Regions from separate parts of the Mus musculus genome. Here all the other regions are linked to region 3. Evidence: chromatin contacts called from public HiChIP or PLAC-seq data. All regions are on one chromosome and are shown on one strand. The core of a region is the stretch at or near the end of the contact, and the rest is flanking DNA. Distances in the headings are between cores, read along the strand shown. Region 1 overlaps Babam2 (BRISC and BRCA1 A complex member 2). Region 2 overlaps Babam2 (BRISC and BRCA1 A complex member 2). Region 3 overlaps Babam2 (BRISC and BRCA1 A complex member 2).

Region 1 (4,280 bases), core at 448-2,947, 270 kb before region 3:
ATTTCCCAGTGGAAAATTCCATGCCCAATCTTACAGAATGGGTTACAGTTAAAACACAGGCATAGGACTGGGGAGATAGGTCAGGGGTTACAAGAGCTTGCTGGGCAAGTATGAAAACCCTAGTTCAAATCTCCAGCTCTCGTATAAAGACTAGGTATGGCCATACATGCCTGTGGCCCAAGTGCTGCAGGGGAAAGAGACAGGAGAACCATGGAAGCTTGCTGGCCACCAGTCTAGATCCAGGTAGAGTCAGAGACCCTGTTTCAAGAGATTAAGGCAGACTTTCTCTCCTGGTCTCTTATCATGCATAAATCATACATACACATAAGTGTATATGTAAGCACACACGCACATACACACACAAACACATCACACAGACACAAACCCATAGGTACATTAAAACTATTATATGAGATTAATTTCAGGCTCTGTGTATATGGTACATATGAAATATAAATAAATTTCCTGTTAGACTTGCATCCTATCTCAAATATAGACCTTTATGCATATGGAAATATTCTAAAATTTGAAAAACAAACCTGAAACACTCTAGTCCCAAACATTTCAGATAGAGGACACTCTACCTGTGTCAAATGACAATGTTGAACTTCCCAAATAAACATTCAAAGTCTATAAATGTCTGTATTCTTTTCCTCAAATAGTTACTATGGAAAGGAAGATTTTTAAGGGTGTTGGGGTTAGTAAACATTTTTGGTACAGTCAGTTAATAAATATTGCTCTTGCTGCTTTAGAAGATGTGTAAATGAATGTGCATGGCCATGCACCAACGCAACTTTATGACTACAGAAAATTGAATTCCATACAGTTTTTACAAGTTATGAAACATCATTCTTTAAATGCTTTTCTAACCAGAAAAATGCAAAGATTATTCAGAGCTGGTGGGCCACACGTTACCAGCCACTGGCTGGATCTGCCCAGTGCCTATAGCTTGTCTCTTGACTCAGAATGACTTGAGGGTTTTACAGAGGCTGGAAAAAAAAAAAAAAAAACCAAAACAGAAACATCCAGGAGGAAACACAGGCAAAAGCCTAAGATGAGGATGTTAGCAGAAACAAAAGCAGGCCCCTTTGTCAGGTGTCTTTGGTACCCCACTGGGGTAGTTAGTGTCATTCCTCTATCGACTTCTTTAGGCATTGGGTGAGGGGCACATCAGGCACTTCATGAACCGTGGGAGTTCTTACGATCGCATTAGATTGTAACTGTGCAAGAGCGAGCTATTTATATGATTCCGAACGAAGCTTGAGGCATATTCTGGTGTTTTTTACATCTATGTTAGGTGAAAAAGCTGCCTACAGAAGCCTGCCTCCCACCCAAAATACTAGCTGTTAGCTGCTGACTGATCCTCGGCAATATTAAGATGAATCATATATGCTCTTTTCTCAGTGCAAAAAGAGATAATTTTGAAACTCAAAAAATTTCACTTTGGGTAGTCACAAACCACACAGTAGAAAAGCTGTCCAGCCGTAAAGTTGTAAATAAATAGAACCCACTCCTGCGTGGACATCTTTTGCTTCTTTTAAACTGTGACGCTTTTTTAGGCCTCACCTCCTGCATGGTGTTGAAATGATAAAATGTTGCAAGCATGTTCCGTGCCTAGGCCGGAAGGCAGCCTTGGCTTCCCTTCTCTCTTCCCTGGCGCTCCACACCCTTGATCTACAGAACCCACACCCTTTCTCAGGCAGCTGCCTTTTCACCTACCCCAACCAGCCTGTGGCTTTCCTGGCTTGCCCTTGCTTGGTCTATAAGGTGCCAGCTGCTGGCAGAGCCTAGTCGTTTCCTATGACAGAAAAACTCTGTGTTTCTTTCTCCTTATTGTGTGGAGAAGCAGGTATTTTTGGCCTCAATTTCTAAGATCTGTTTTATTTCTCTTGTTACTAAGCAGGTCACTGCCACCCTCATTTTTTGCTGTGTCATCATTTTCCCACATTACCCTGTTTGGCACCGAGGGATGAACCACATCAAATGGAGGAATTGCAACCACACATTGCCTTGAGAAGGAAGCAAGGGAGACCTTAGGGTGTGTGTGTGTGTGTGTGTGTAATGACCATTTTGGGGGCTTGTTCTCCCATAATCAAATCCTGCCTATCTTAACAATGTGGTGGTGTGTCAAAGCATTGGAATTCTGCTTTACTCAGCAACCCAGAACTTTATAGGAAAATGAAGCAACAAAATGTTGGTCTTCCTGTTAACTTGTACTTAGCATGGGACTGTTTGTTTCCCTATGACATTCCAGTCAAATCTCCTAAGTTTCTGGAGCTCTGGGCTATCCACAGAGGCCCATGCAGTGTCCTGACATCCTTAGGCATGGTTCTTTTTTTACTTACTTATTGATGCCAGTGCCTAAACTCATTGGTTCATGTTTTTATTTAACAAACTATCACTTGTACTAAGTAGACAGTCTACCACTAAGCTAGATTCCCACTTTCTTCTAACCTGTCCCGAGAGAAACATCATGCATTAGAAGTGAAAGTCTTAAATCCAATAAACCAAAGAAGCAATTTGCTTGCAAACATTTTAGACACTGCTGGGGACCCAGATCAGTGGGAAGATACTTACCTAGCGAGTATGAACAAGTTTCTGGGTTCTTTAGGCTCTGTTAGGAAACCAAGCTAACCCAAAATGGCTCCATCTATGTTGCTAGCAGCAGTGCAGGTCTGGCTCTGGGACCCTTACAACATGTGAGAATCTGTAGTTAACACAGATGGGCCTGTATCAACTGACGTTTTGCCAGCTAACTAAAAACATGTGCCCAACAAGTAAAGCATCCGGGCACTAACGTAAGATGCCACAATCCCAACTGGGACGTTGAGAAGTCACATTTGATATCTTTAGGATACTGTGCTAGGGCTGATGTTTAATGACAGCTGGCTCGTGCTCATCAGCATGGAAAACAGCACTTAGAGGCGGAGCACGTGCAGTGATTTGATCTTTGTGACTAACATGGGCAATTAAGCAGTTCATAAAATGAATGTCGGTATTTTTGCTGTTGTTTTGGTTTGGCGTGCATGCAGTTTTGGCTAATGTTGGAATTAGCCTTTCTTGAACATCATCTGTAGAATGTGTATAAGCTGTCTGTAGTACCAGGCAGTGAGCCTCTACTTCCTTCTGTCCCAGATTAGCACACCCAGGTAATACAAACGCCTTCCAGAGATTCTCTTGGAGCCGAAGGAGACAAATCTGTAGCTAGTTCTGCTGCAGATCCAGAGGACCAACTATCCAACGGGTGCCCAGCATGAGAAACACTGTCAAGCACACAGAAGGAGAAGGTACCCATCTAGTCTTCTCAGTTAACAAGCAATTGGTGTTCTCCAGCGCGGATGTTCAGCAGTCCTGATCCACCTTTATGAGCCAAATTATCCATATAATTTTATTTGCCTATTGACCTCCCTGCTCCCATTTCAAGCCCCTTATGATCCCTCTCCACAACTCCTGGCAGCTGCCCAGTGGGTCAGACCACGCTCATGTCAAGGAGCTGAACAATGCTGAAGGGAAGGAGGACGGAGCCAGAGTGCCAGGGCTGCAGGTAGTGTTTTCTCAGAAGCCCTCTCTACATTCTGCCACTGTCCAGACAGGATGGCAGCAGACCCACTTCTCCACCTCTCCATTGACAACCATCCTCCTCCTGAGGCCCGGTGGCAAGCAGAAGGAGGCGCTTATATTTGGTAGCAGGTTGCAGAGAGAAAGTTGAGGACAAAACATGATGAAAGGGAACAGGTGGGATCTGGAGTGATGACGCACTGAGGATGCTAACTGTAGTCAGCACTTAGCCTTAGAAGATGTATGGGTTCCTGTCACTGCCGCTTTAATCTCAGAAGATAGCTCACTTCCTAGCAGATAGTGAGGCTCAGTTCCATTAGCAGCCGTCTACACAAAACTGAGGAGTTGCTTTGGAAAAGCAGAACTTATTTATTATCTTTAATTAAAAAACCCTATCATTTTAAACACTTCTTATTCAGGTCTCTGAAATAGGTAACTAACACCAGCCGTGACAATAATGATGGCCTCACCGTTCCCAGGCAAGGCTACTGGGCATGTGTGAGGCAGAGCACAGGGACCTAGTGTCTGGGCGAACTGGGCTTGTAGACCTGAAATTCAGAAGAAAGCGCTTATTTCCTCCTTCCCTCCCTCCCTCCCTCCCTCCCTCCCTCCCTCCCTCCCTCCCTCCCTCCCTCCCTTCTTTCCTTCCTTTTTTTCTTTCTTGTCAACAGCTTTGGACAAAACAGAGGAAGAAAAGCTTAGTCAGGAAAAGAATGGATTCT
Region 2 (4,576 bases), core at 9-2,508, 340 kb before region 3:
TTGCAGAGCTAGCCATGTAACTGTGTTAAGTTTCCATTATGCCATACGCTTTTCAAGGGCGGGACTGTGTCTTCCTCACCTACAATCTGATGGGGGAGCAGGATGAAAGATGGTTTTCAAGAACAAACTTGGAAAAGGGACAAAGAGGGCTTTGATAGGATGCACCAACTAGACTTCCAGAAAAATAAAATTATCATTCTGCTTCCAATCAAGTCGTGAAATCTCCATACTCAGCACTTTCCTTTTTTTCCCACATATGTTACCACATATATTTATATCTTGTAAATCAGAGGGAGCTCCTTAGTGGGCCGCAACAGGGGCAAATCTGAACAGAGACTCTGCTGCTGCCCATCAGAGCTGAGCCCAAGCCCCCTGCTAATATGTAGTGTTGCTTTAGCATTTCATTTGGGGGTTAAGTCAAGTTTTTAAAATAAAATCTCTTGTTAGTTTTAGTGGAGGCAAAGCATCCCCAGAAACTGTTTCAACATTCTCTGAGGTAGACAAAGTTTGTGTAAATGTTACCCATTTCCAGGACAGAGAATAGGCACATTAACAAATGCAGTAATGATGTGTATAGATTTTCTAGCTTTGCAGAGTTCATTTTAGATGCTTTGTTAATTAAAACTTCAAGAAAGGGACATTATTTTGAAACTGTGTGTTTAACAGCTGAGTAAACTAGAAAGTTCGTGGACTTTGTCAACTTTCTCATAGACTGGGCAGCAGCAGGGGACAAAATCTAAAGCCAGGATTGGAATCTTTGGCTCCTACTGTGTGACACTGCAGAATACTCTCCAATAACCTGCTTAAAATTGTGTTGCAATTACAACTCAGTCAGTAAGCCAGAGCCTCCACTGTAAAGCATGAACAAGGATGGAAATGTTAGCTGCACAAACAGATACATATTAAAGCAACATGTAAGGATGCTGTGGAGTGCAGTCCTACCCCTCCCCTCCTCTCCCCTTCTCTCCCCTCCTCTCCCCTCCTCTCCCCCTCCCTCCCTCCCTCCTTCGGTGCATACTGCTGATCCTAGCGCTTTCCCTAGATGTGACTTCTCAAAGGAAAAGTTAGCTTCATGGTTTTTGTTTTTGTTTTTTTAAAGAAATCTCCCAACAATAACTCACTGCCCCCCCAAAACCAAAACCAACCAACCAACCAGCAAAAACCTGTGTTGTTGGTAGAGCCTCTCAGACTTCTGAGTGTACCCGACTCTGACGATGTCTGACTCAGTGGCACAGGGGGTTTCTACTGGTGACTCACACCACTACCAACAAAAAGGGGCAGGACTGAGAATGACCACTTTTTAGTCACATTTCTCAGTGCCACAGTATGATAGCCTCCATACATGGCTATTTTTATGAAACAGAGATTGTATAACACAGAACAACAAAAGTATGAAAACACCAATCCAAATGACAAATACCTCAATTTAGAAAATCCTTGTAGGTCCTTCCCTATAGCAGGCTTGGTCTGTAACATCCTTGGCTACTCGGAACAAACACTGATTTCTAACCCTGTTACGTCCTTTCTGATGCTCATTTAATTCCCTCTGATAAGTTTTTAGGAACAAATGCCTGTTCATTGTACACTTTTCCTCAACTTCAATTGCAACTGCTGAGTAACACCCGAGTTTCCAAATAGGAAACAACATTCAGATTAACCTCCAAACCGATCATTAATAATAGAAAAGTATTTAACATGCTAGTTTACCTATGAAAAAAGAGTAATTTTAAATAAAAGAATTCAATGCAATCATTTATAAACAGCCATCACTCACTATCAAAAGTAATGTAGCTATGACTACAGGCTATGTGGCTTTCAAGCTACTGGCTTTGGGGACTTTAGACTACATTTTTCTAAAAAAAAAAAAAAAAAAAAAAAGAAGTGTGTGTGCGTGAGTGCGTGAGTGTGTGTGCGTGAGTGTGTGAGTGTGTAAGTGTGTGTGAGTATATGTGGATGTAAGTACATGTGTCAGTGCTTGTGCTTGTGGTGGTCAAAGGAAGATGTCATTCTAAGGAATGGCATCCACCTTTTTGAGAAAGGATCTCTCCAGTGGCCTGAAGCTCACAGTTGGACGAGGCCAGCTGGCCTACGCCTGAGCATCCCGTGCATCGGCCCTTTCAGCTGGGATCACAAGCACAGGTCACAACGCAGAGCTTTTAATAGGGATCGAACTCAGGGCTTCTTGCTAGTACTTTATGGACTGAGCCATTCTCCCAGTCCCCTGAAAAAAGAAACTTTTATACAGGTCTTGGTTTAGTGCTCTGGCTGGTGCCAAACTCCTGGGCTCATGAGATCCTTTGGCCTCTGACTCCAGAGTATCTGGGACATAGGTATACACTCCTGCATCTGGCTGGAATGCCTTCTAATCTTTTTTCCCACGATTTTGTTTTGCAGAAGTGAGTTGCTGGTATTAGTATTTGATATGTTTAGAAATATATTATTTCCTAGTTTTGAACTATTTTCTTTGACTCAAATGCCAATTAGTATTAGAAACATTAAAAACCAGAAATATCTATTTACCCACTCAAGTAAGACATGATTTTTGTTTTTACTTAAATATCAGCAAGCTCTATACTGATGTATATCATAATCCCCCAAAGCATTCATTACATGATCCTTTTTTGTCTCCAGAGAACAGCATGTCCTTATAGCCAATGTTCAAATCAAAACACTTCCTGTATCACAACTGGATTACTGGAAGAACAGGAATTGTCAAAGGATTTCAGAGATAAAAGTTGTCTATATGGTAGTTCATGCAGAGAACATAAATGTTTAAAGCTATAGATACCTTGCTCAGGTAAGCTGTATTCTATCTAATAGTCAGTAGTCAACAAAATGGTAGCTTCTTTAAAAACTACTCTATGTATAAAATGATGTAATAACTACAATATCTCAGAGCTACTTTGCATTTTTTTGGTATAAGATCTGAATAGTACAAATTAGTCAGAAGTTAGCAAAAACAAAACTTGTTTTCTCTTATCTCTAAATGTCTCTGTCACTTAACTTTTACTTAAAGTTAACTGATGAAAAAGAATTACTGTAGGCTTTAAGCAGCTAACTTGTTCTAAAGGAACTTTGTGGAGCCTAAGCAATTAGGCCTCACAGTTTGGCTATAGCTATCAATTCTTTAACCATTTGCTTTCTTGTGAGTGACTGGCACACACTTGATCCCCAGAACAAAATCATTCCCCTTGATCTACTACTTATTATCAGTAATTTTTTTTTTTTTGACAAATGCTTATTTTTTTCTCCTTGTGAGTTTCGGTCAGTTTTCTATAAATAGAAGGGATGGTCTTCCCTGGCTCAGTAGATCTGAACAGCTCTTAGGGTTCTTTAAGAACTGGGAACAAAAAAAAGGGAGGGCCAGGGGGAAGTGGGGGAAGGAAAAAGATAGCCCACATCCGGCCAGAGCTCCTCCTATGCTCTGGGCAGGCGGAAGTGGGAGGGCTGCCAGACGTTTTCCACTCAGCTCCGGGTGGGCATCCAAGCCTCTGACCCACTTGGCGGGCCCACGCACTAAGCCACACCAGATACTTTAATTCTGCACACACTGGGACCTTTTGGAGTCTTGTCCATATGGCTTTGGCCACATGAGAAGACAGGTGTGGTGAGGCTGCATTCTAGACCGCTGCCACAATGATGGTCACTGCCATTGAGTTAATGGTGGCTCCCAGGTAACAACCAGGTGGGAGCATGAGAGGAATTAAACGCAGATAAGGCATGCTGCCTTTCTCTACAGCATGGTAAGGTGCAGTGTGTGGCTGCTTTTGCCCACTTAGGAGCCTGCCTGCCCTGCCTGTCCACAAATGTTCATCATTTTACTATAAGAAGAGTCCAGGAAAGGGCTGTCTCAGATACAGGGCTCTATGGGGAAGTCTCACTTCTTCAAATATACCAACCATGGAAAAATGGCCTTAGGACAGCCAAAAAACACTCCATCCCATACACTGGATACCCAGCCCGACTATCTTTCAGAATATTTTAGGCATAGCTTGAACAATTTTGGTTATAGGATTTTTCATTCTGAGAAATAAAACAAAGTATCATAATCACAGCAAGACAATGAGAGAGCACTTTAGCAGCAAGTATTGGTAATTAGCAGTCTGGCTGGGGGAAAAGGAGAGTATAATAAATGATGAAGCAATTGGAGTAATCCTGGTCTGAGGCCACGAAGTGTATGATGTAGGAGCAAAGAACACTATGCAGCCAAGTCATCCCGCACCCTGAATCCTGGGGAAGATGGCAGCAGCCACCCCTGGCAGCGTACCTGACACCCTTTCTCTATCCTGCACCCTGCCATGAGCATAGCTCCCTTCTCTCACCCTGTTGGTATGTGCTTGATTCTCTTAGACTCCCAGAAGCCATGGTATGCAACTCTTGGTGGCACTGAGGGATTGGAGCCTGGGCCTCTCACAAGTTATACAAGCACTCTGTAAGTGAACTATATTCCCCCATACATAAGCATGGAAATTTGACTCACTGTTGCCAGTGGGATCTGAGGGGAAGTTGGCAAGGGCTTTTCTGAGAAATATTTTCCACCCTGATTAGAGACATGTGGAGGGAGGCAGAAGCCCCC
Region 3 (4,688 bases), core at 1,805-4,304:
ATTCTCCTCACCTAGAATATCCATCTTCCCTTAGTGGATGCCCTTCCCAACTTTTAAACTCTGGAGCTTTGTCTTTTGCATCATATACATACTCTATTAGAATTCCTGTCTTCATGGGCAAGTGTTTCTCTATGGAGAATATTTACTGTGGCATGCTCTGGGAACTCGCTTTTGAGGGAACAAAACTCCAAAGCTTTGATCTGCTTCTGTTACTATTTTTCAGGCTACATGCTTTATTTATGCTCATTATTTCCACAGTGCCTCACACGTACCAAGTGCTCTACATATGCTTTTAGTGCTTTTACTCCTATTTGGGGGATGTTTTTTGAGACAGGACTGGCTTTGGTAACCCAGGATGGCCCAAATCTGGGGCCCTCCTTCTGCTAAGTGTGCAATTTATCTTTATGATATTCTTATAAAAAGGAAATCTGAATGAATACAATTCAAGGCAGTTCAATACAATGTTGCTCAAAGACTAGATTGAAAATACTCTCTTTACTCAAAAGCCAGTACTTGGGAAAATAGAAGGCAGAAGATCAAGAGTTCAAAGGTCAGGGGCTGGAAAGATTGCTCGGTGGTTAAGAACACTGGCTGCTTTTGCAGAGAACCAGGCTTTGATTTCCAGTGCCCACGGGGTGGCTCATAACTGCCTGTGACTCCAACTGCAAGGGATCTGACACTCTCTTCTGGCCTCCTTCAGCATCAGACACATGCATGGTGTACAATCATGCAGGCAAAACACCCAGACACACAAAATACAAAAAATGTAAATTTTAAAGAGTTCAAAGGTCATCTCTACCACATAGCAAGCTTGAGGCCAAGCTGGCTGCAGCAAGACTGGATCTGCACACAAACAAACACAACAAGAACCATATTCTTAGCACAATCCAAGGACGCAGAATACTGATGCTCTCCTGTGTTTTCACTTCTCCAAATAACTGAAATTCTGAGAAGTCTTCCTACTTATCCACCATGTTTGTTTAAAATTAACTGCATTATCCAGTTTTGTCTCTATTCTAATATCTGCATTATCTAATTCTGTCTCTATCCTAGGATAAAATTCTAAAATGGACAATATGTGGACTGTCAGAAGGCAAAGTCTTTCTAACAGAGTACTGCTCAAACTGGGCGCACAGAGCAGCTCTGGTCCAGAAACTGTTCCGAGTCCACTGAACTCGGGTAAGCATGGCGGAGCTGCAAGGCAATGTGCAAAACAACGTTCCAGCTGACAGCTCGAATAAAGAAAGGAGTTGGACGAGCTGGGTAGGCAGTCCATGAGTTCATTTGTTTTCCTCGTAATTCATCTTTAGGATAAACTACAGAAGGATCAGTAAGAAACTGGATTTTTTTTTCAACCCTGCTCTTTTATCAAAGACCCTTCTGAGAAACATTCACGGATGATTCTTTAAATGCTGAAGGCTGCAGGATATGAAGAAGACCTGCTTGTCTTTGATGTCCCCCGCCTTGATTCATCTGGCTTTCTCACAAAAGCCACAAACACAATTCCAGTATTTCCCAGTGTTCTTTGGGTTCTGCTAAGCTGACAGCCACATCAGTACAGTCCACCACCTAAGACGTATCACCGGATTCTCTGACTGACAGACCACGAACACAGCTCCCCTTCTAGCACATACAACACCTTCGCTCCCAGTGAGAAGCCAATCACTAGTTGCTGACCCTATTTGAAGAGTCACCCAACCTTACAGTATGTACACTGGCATCATTCATGGGACTATAAGTCACCAAAAGAATTCTAAAGATAGTATAGAATAGGATGGGACCTCCCCTCTACATGCCAGGATATGGTCTGGCCCCAAGATTAAAAATAACAACAATCATAAAGTAACAGCCTGTGGCACCTGGAACTCATGCTTGAAACCTATTATCCCTTCAGTTCCGATAATCTGTCTAGACTTACAATTTTCCACCTGCACTATACAACTTTCCTAATTTACAAATTTCTTTACTTTATTATAGAAGTATGTACAAATATATATTTATATATGCATATATATAAAACATTTTTTAAAACTTAACAATGATAAGTCCAAAAGGTATTTTTTTATCTCAGAAAAATATACTAAGGAAAATAAAATATGCAGTGCTATGTTCTGACATCATGGTACTGATAAACCATTACCCCCAAACCAGGTACCATAATGTTATGTTATAAGAAATAATTCTGCAATGCTAATAATACCTATATCATACCTTTAGCTAATACTTGCAATATCTTTTATGCTTTCTATTTAGAAAGTTGTATAATGAAAACTGGTAATTAAGATCAAAATGTAAACAACAGCATACATAAACTTATTTGATTTCTCCCTTAGTTCCAACAATAAAACTCAATTCCTTGCCCAATACTGCTTAATGTTTAGACATCTACAAATTTTTGTCAAATTACCCATTGCTCAGATTTAGCCCAAATGCAGTAAACTGTTGCCTAAAAAACTTTTTTTTAGCCAGCTACTTTTTCTGGGACATTTCTTTTTTACATTTCCTTTAGCGGGGCATGTGGTCAGAGGACCACTTGAGGGGGTCAGATCTCTCCTTTCATCAGGTGGGTAAACTCAGGCCCTCGGGTTTGATGGCCGGTTCCTCAGTGGGGAGCACTGAGCCAGCTCCCCAGCCCACTCTGAAGTCATCCTATTTGAATTTTAACCAGTTACTAGGTTTTCTTTAAGTGTCCATACCAATACAGGCCTCCTAAATGGAGATGGTGAAAAACAGTCAACAGTGCATCACATTAGTGATTTCTTGGCCAATTTTTTCTTGGAAAAAAAGGACATGGCATTTGGTAGAGAAGACCTGGGCTCCAGTCCAGGCCTCGACCACTTATCAGCTAAGTAACCTTCAAAGAGTTTCATAACCTCTTGGAGACTTACGTCCTCCTGTGTTTAAATGTTTTAAAGAGGGGGATTAAGATTCTACAGAGATTTACTGGGAGCAAAAATCAGCCTAAGGAAAAGAGATTTATGCTACTCATAGCACTAAATTCTCTTCATGGAAAAAACCACAGTCACTAACAACTGAGCGCTCACTGCTGGCCTTGGTCAGCATCTGCTGCCAACTCATAGTAAAATTAATGTTCTTGCCATGGGTGTTCCTCACAGCTCATCATTCCTTTAACATAAAGTGTGTGTTCCTGTATGGACTCCCGGTGTCCAATGCCAAAGGCTTTCCTTTGAGCTTCAGGACTCCCCTAGACTATTTCTTCTACCCAAAACTTCCTCTTCTACTGTCTTTTAATTCCCACAGCAGAATATGCTTGTTTTAAACATACTCATTTTTGCTCTACAAACTATACAAAAAAATGTTTTCACTGTAAAAAAATATATAATAAAAATGAAACTCCAATTACCCCCTCTCTTCCTTTCTAGACTTAACTACTGTGATGAAACTTAATATGTATCTTTCTTAATAAGCTTTCTCCGTGCACTCAGACATACATATGAAAACATATACACTTACACATATATAAGAGAGAACTTTTCTACAAAGACACAATTATTCTGTCTTTTATTCTATAGACTGGCTCTGCCTTCTTGGCATTCAGATACAATCAACAGTATTTTAGCTTGAGTCTTTGGAAACCTGGACAGTACATACAAGTCGTTGGTATGAAGTTATTGCAATCAGAACACAGTTTCCAAGAGCATCAACAACTACTTACTGAGTAACTACTTTGTGCCAGTTAAAGGTGTGCAGTGTAAAACAAAACAGGCATCGTCCCCGGGGGGGCTAAAAGTCTTCAATAAAAACAACACTAACAGCAGGTACGATGGCTCACACCTGTAATACTAGCTCTCAAGAGACTAAAACAGCACGGTTTGTGTGAGTCTGGAACCAACCTGGGCTACATAATGAAATTCTCTCAACATTCCCACAAGAAGGCAATCAGGCAGGAAGGCAGGAGACGAAATGAAAGAAGTAACTAGAACTCATCCTGAGGATGCAATCCAAGGCATACACATCCCACACATCCCAGTGGAAACCCTCAGCATCATTTTTTTATTGTTATCTGAAGCTTTAATATAATATTTTTTCGTTCTTTGAGAATTTTATAAAATGTTCTTTTGATCATATTCACTTCCTGCTCTTCTCCCTATCCCCTCAACCCCTTGACCCTACTCCCAACTTCCCGTCATCTTCATTTAAGTCCACTGAGTATAAATTGTGCCATCCATATAGTCACAGGTATGAAGCCATCCACTGAAGCATGGTTGGCTCACCAAGGGCCACATCCTTAAAGGAAACTGACTATCTCACACCCAGAAGCCACCATGTCAATAGTTCCTTAGTTAGAAAAGAAAGGCTCAAGAGCTGTTTCCTCTCCACGCTAGAATATTCGTCGGCTTAATGTCTTGCTGATCTTATACAAGTAACCACAGCTATTGTAAGTTCCTAAGCACAGAGGCCCTCCCATGTCCAGACAATACTGTTTTGCTCTGGCCCTCCCTGACTTCTGGCTCTAATCACCTTTCTCCTTTTAGAGGGAGGGAAACACAGATATTCCGTTTGTGACTGAGTCCTCCACTAACACTCTCTGCACTTTGACCAGTGTTGAGTTTCGATGTTAACCACCACGTGCTGCAAAGACGCCTCTCTGCTGGATCCTGAGAGCTGTACTCTATTATCTATAGAGGTAGAGGTGAGAGCAGTAAATACCACGTCCACTTAGGAGA

What was found. HiChIP or PLAC-seq counts read pairs in DNA pulled down with a chosen protein or histone mark.
Region 1: an H3K27ac HiChIP or PLAC-seq map of the NIH/3T3 cell line shows a contact between it and region 3, with 3 times the contacts expected there. The contact joins two enhancer-like sites. A contact is called at or near these places in 2 of 15 datasets of contacts at CTCF or cohesin (both in the NIH/3T3 cell line), 1 of 484 Hi-C or Micro-C datasets (cerebral cortex), 4 of 115 datasets of contacts at active chromatin or transcription factors (CD8 T cells, the NIH/3T3 cell line, cardiomyocytes and 1 more) and 3 of 9 other capture datasets (adipose tissue, liver and pancreatic islet).
Region 2: a contact with region 3 is called in a CTCF HiChIP or PLAC-seq map of the NIH/3T3 cell line, with 7 read pairs. The contact joins two enhancer-like sites. A contact is called at or near these places in 1 of 15 datasets of contacts at CTCF or cohesin (the NIH/3T3 cell line), 4 of 484 Hi-C or Micro-C datasets (the 3T3-L1 cell line, cumulus cells, embryonic fibroblasts and 1 more), 2 of 115 datasets of contacts at active chromatin or transcription factors (CD8 T cells and effector CD8 T cells) and 2 of 9 other capture datasets (adipose tissue and liver).

The regions. Positions count from the first base shown.
Region 1 is chr5:31,981,863-31,986,142 of GRCm38.p6, reverse strand. All of the region lies in intron 7 of Babam2 (BRISC and BRCA1 A complex member 2), which reads right to left. It overlaps Gm52770 (a long non-coding RNA gene), which reads left to right. Exons shown (of 3, transcript XR_003955739.1): 2 at 3,136-3,287; 3 at 4,230-4,280. Among named protein-coding and RNA genes, the nearest start is that of Gm52770, 15 kb to the left of the region's middle. Within about 2 kb of position 1,697, at least 107 of the 459 cell types and tissues checked have an H3K27ac peak or open chromatin away from gene starts, as enhancers often do. A contact at or near this core is called in the NIH/3T3 cell line, where this site is marked.
Region 2 is chr5:32,052,528-32,057,103 of GRCm38.p6, reverse strand. The region is part of intron 10 of Babam2 (BRISC and BRCA1 A complex member 2); the gene reads right to left. Among named protein-coding and RNA genes, the nearest start is that of Gm40277, 36 kb to the left of the region's middle. Within about 2 kb of position 1,258, at least 30 of the 459 cell types and tissues checked have an H3K27ac peak or open chromatin away from gene starts, as enhancers often do. A contact at or near this core is called in the NIH/3T3 cell line, where this site is marked.
Region 3 is chr5:31,714,082-31,718,769 of GRCm38.p6, reverse strand. All of the region lies in intron 2 of Babam2 (BRISC and BRCA1 A complex member 2), which reads right to left. Among named protein-coding and RNA genes, the nearest start is that of Babam2, 18 kb to the right of the region's middle. Within about 2 kb of position 3,054, at least 38 of the 459 cell types and tissues checked have an H3K27ac peak or open chromatin away from gene starts, as enhancers often do. A contact at or near this core is called in the NIH/3T3 cell line, where this site is marked.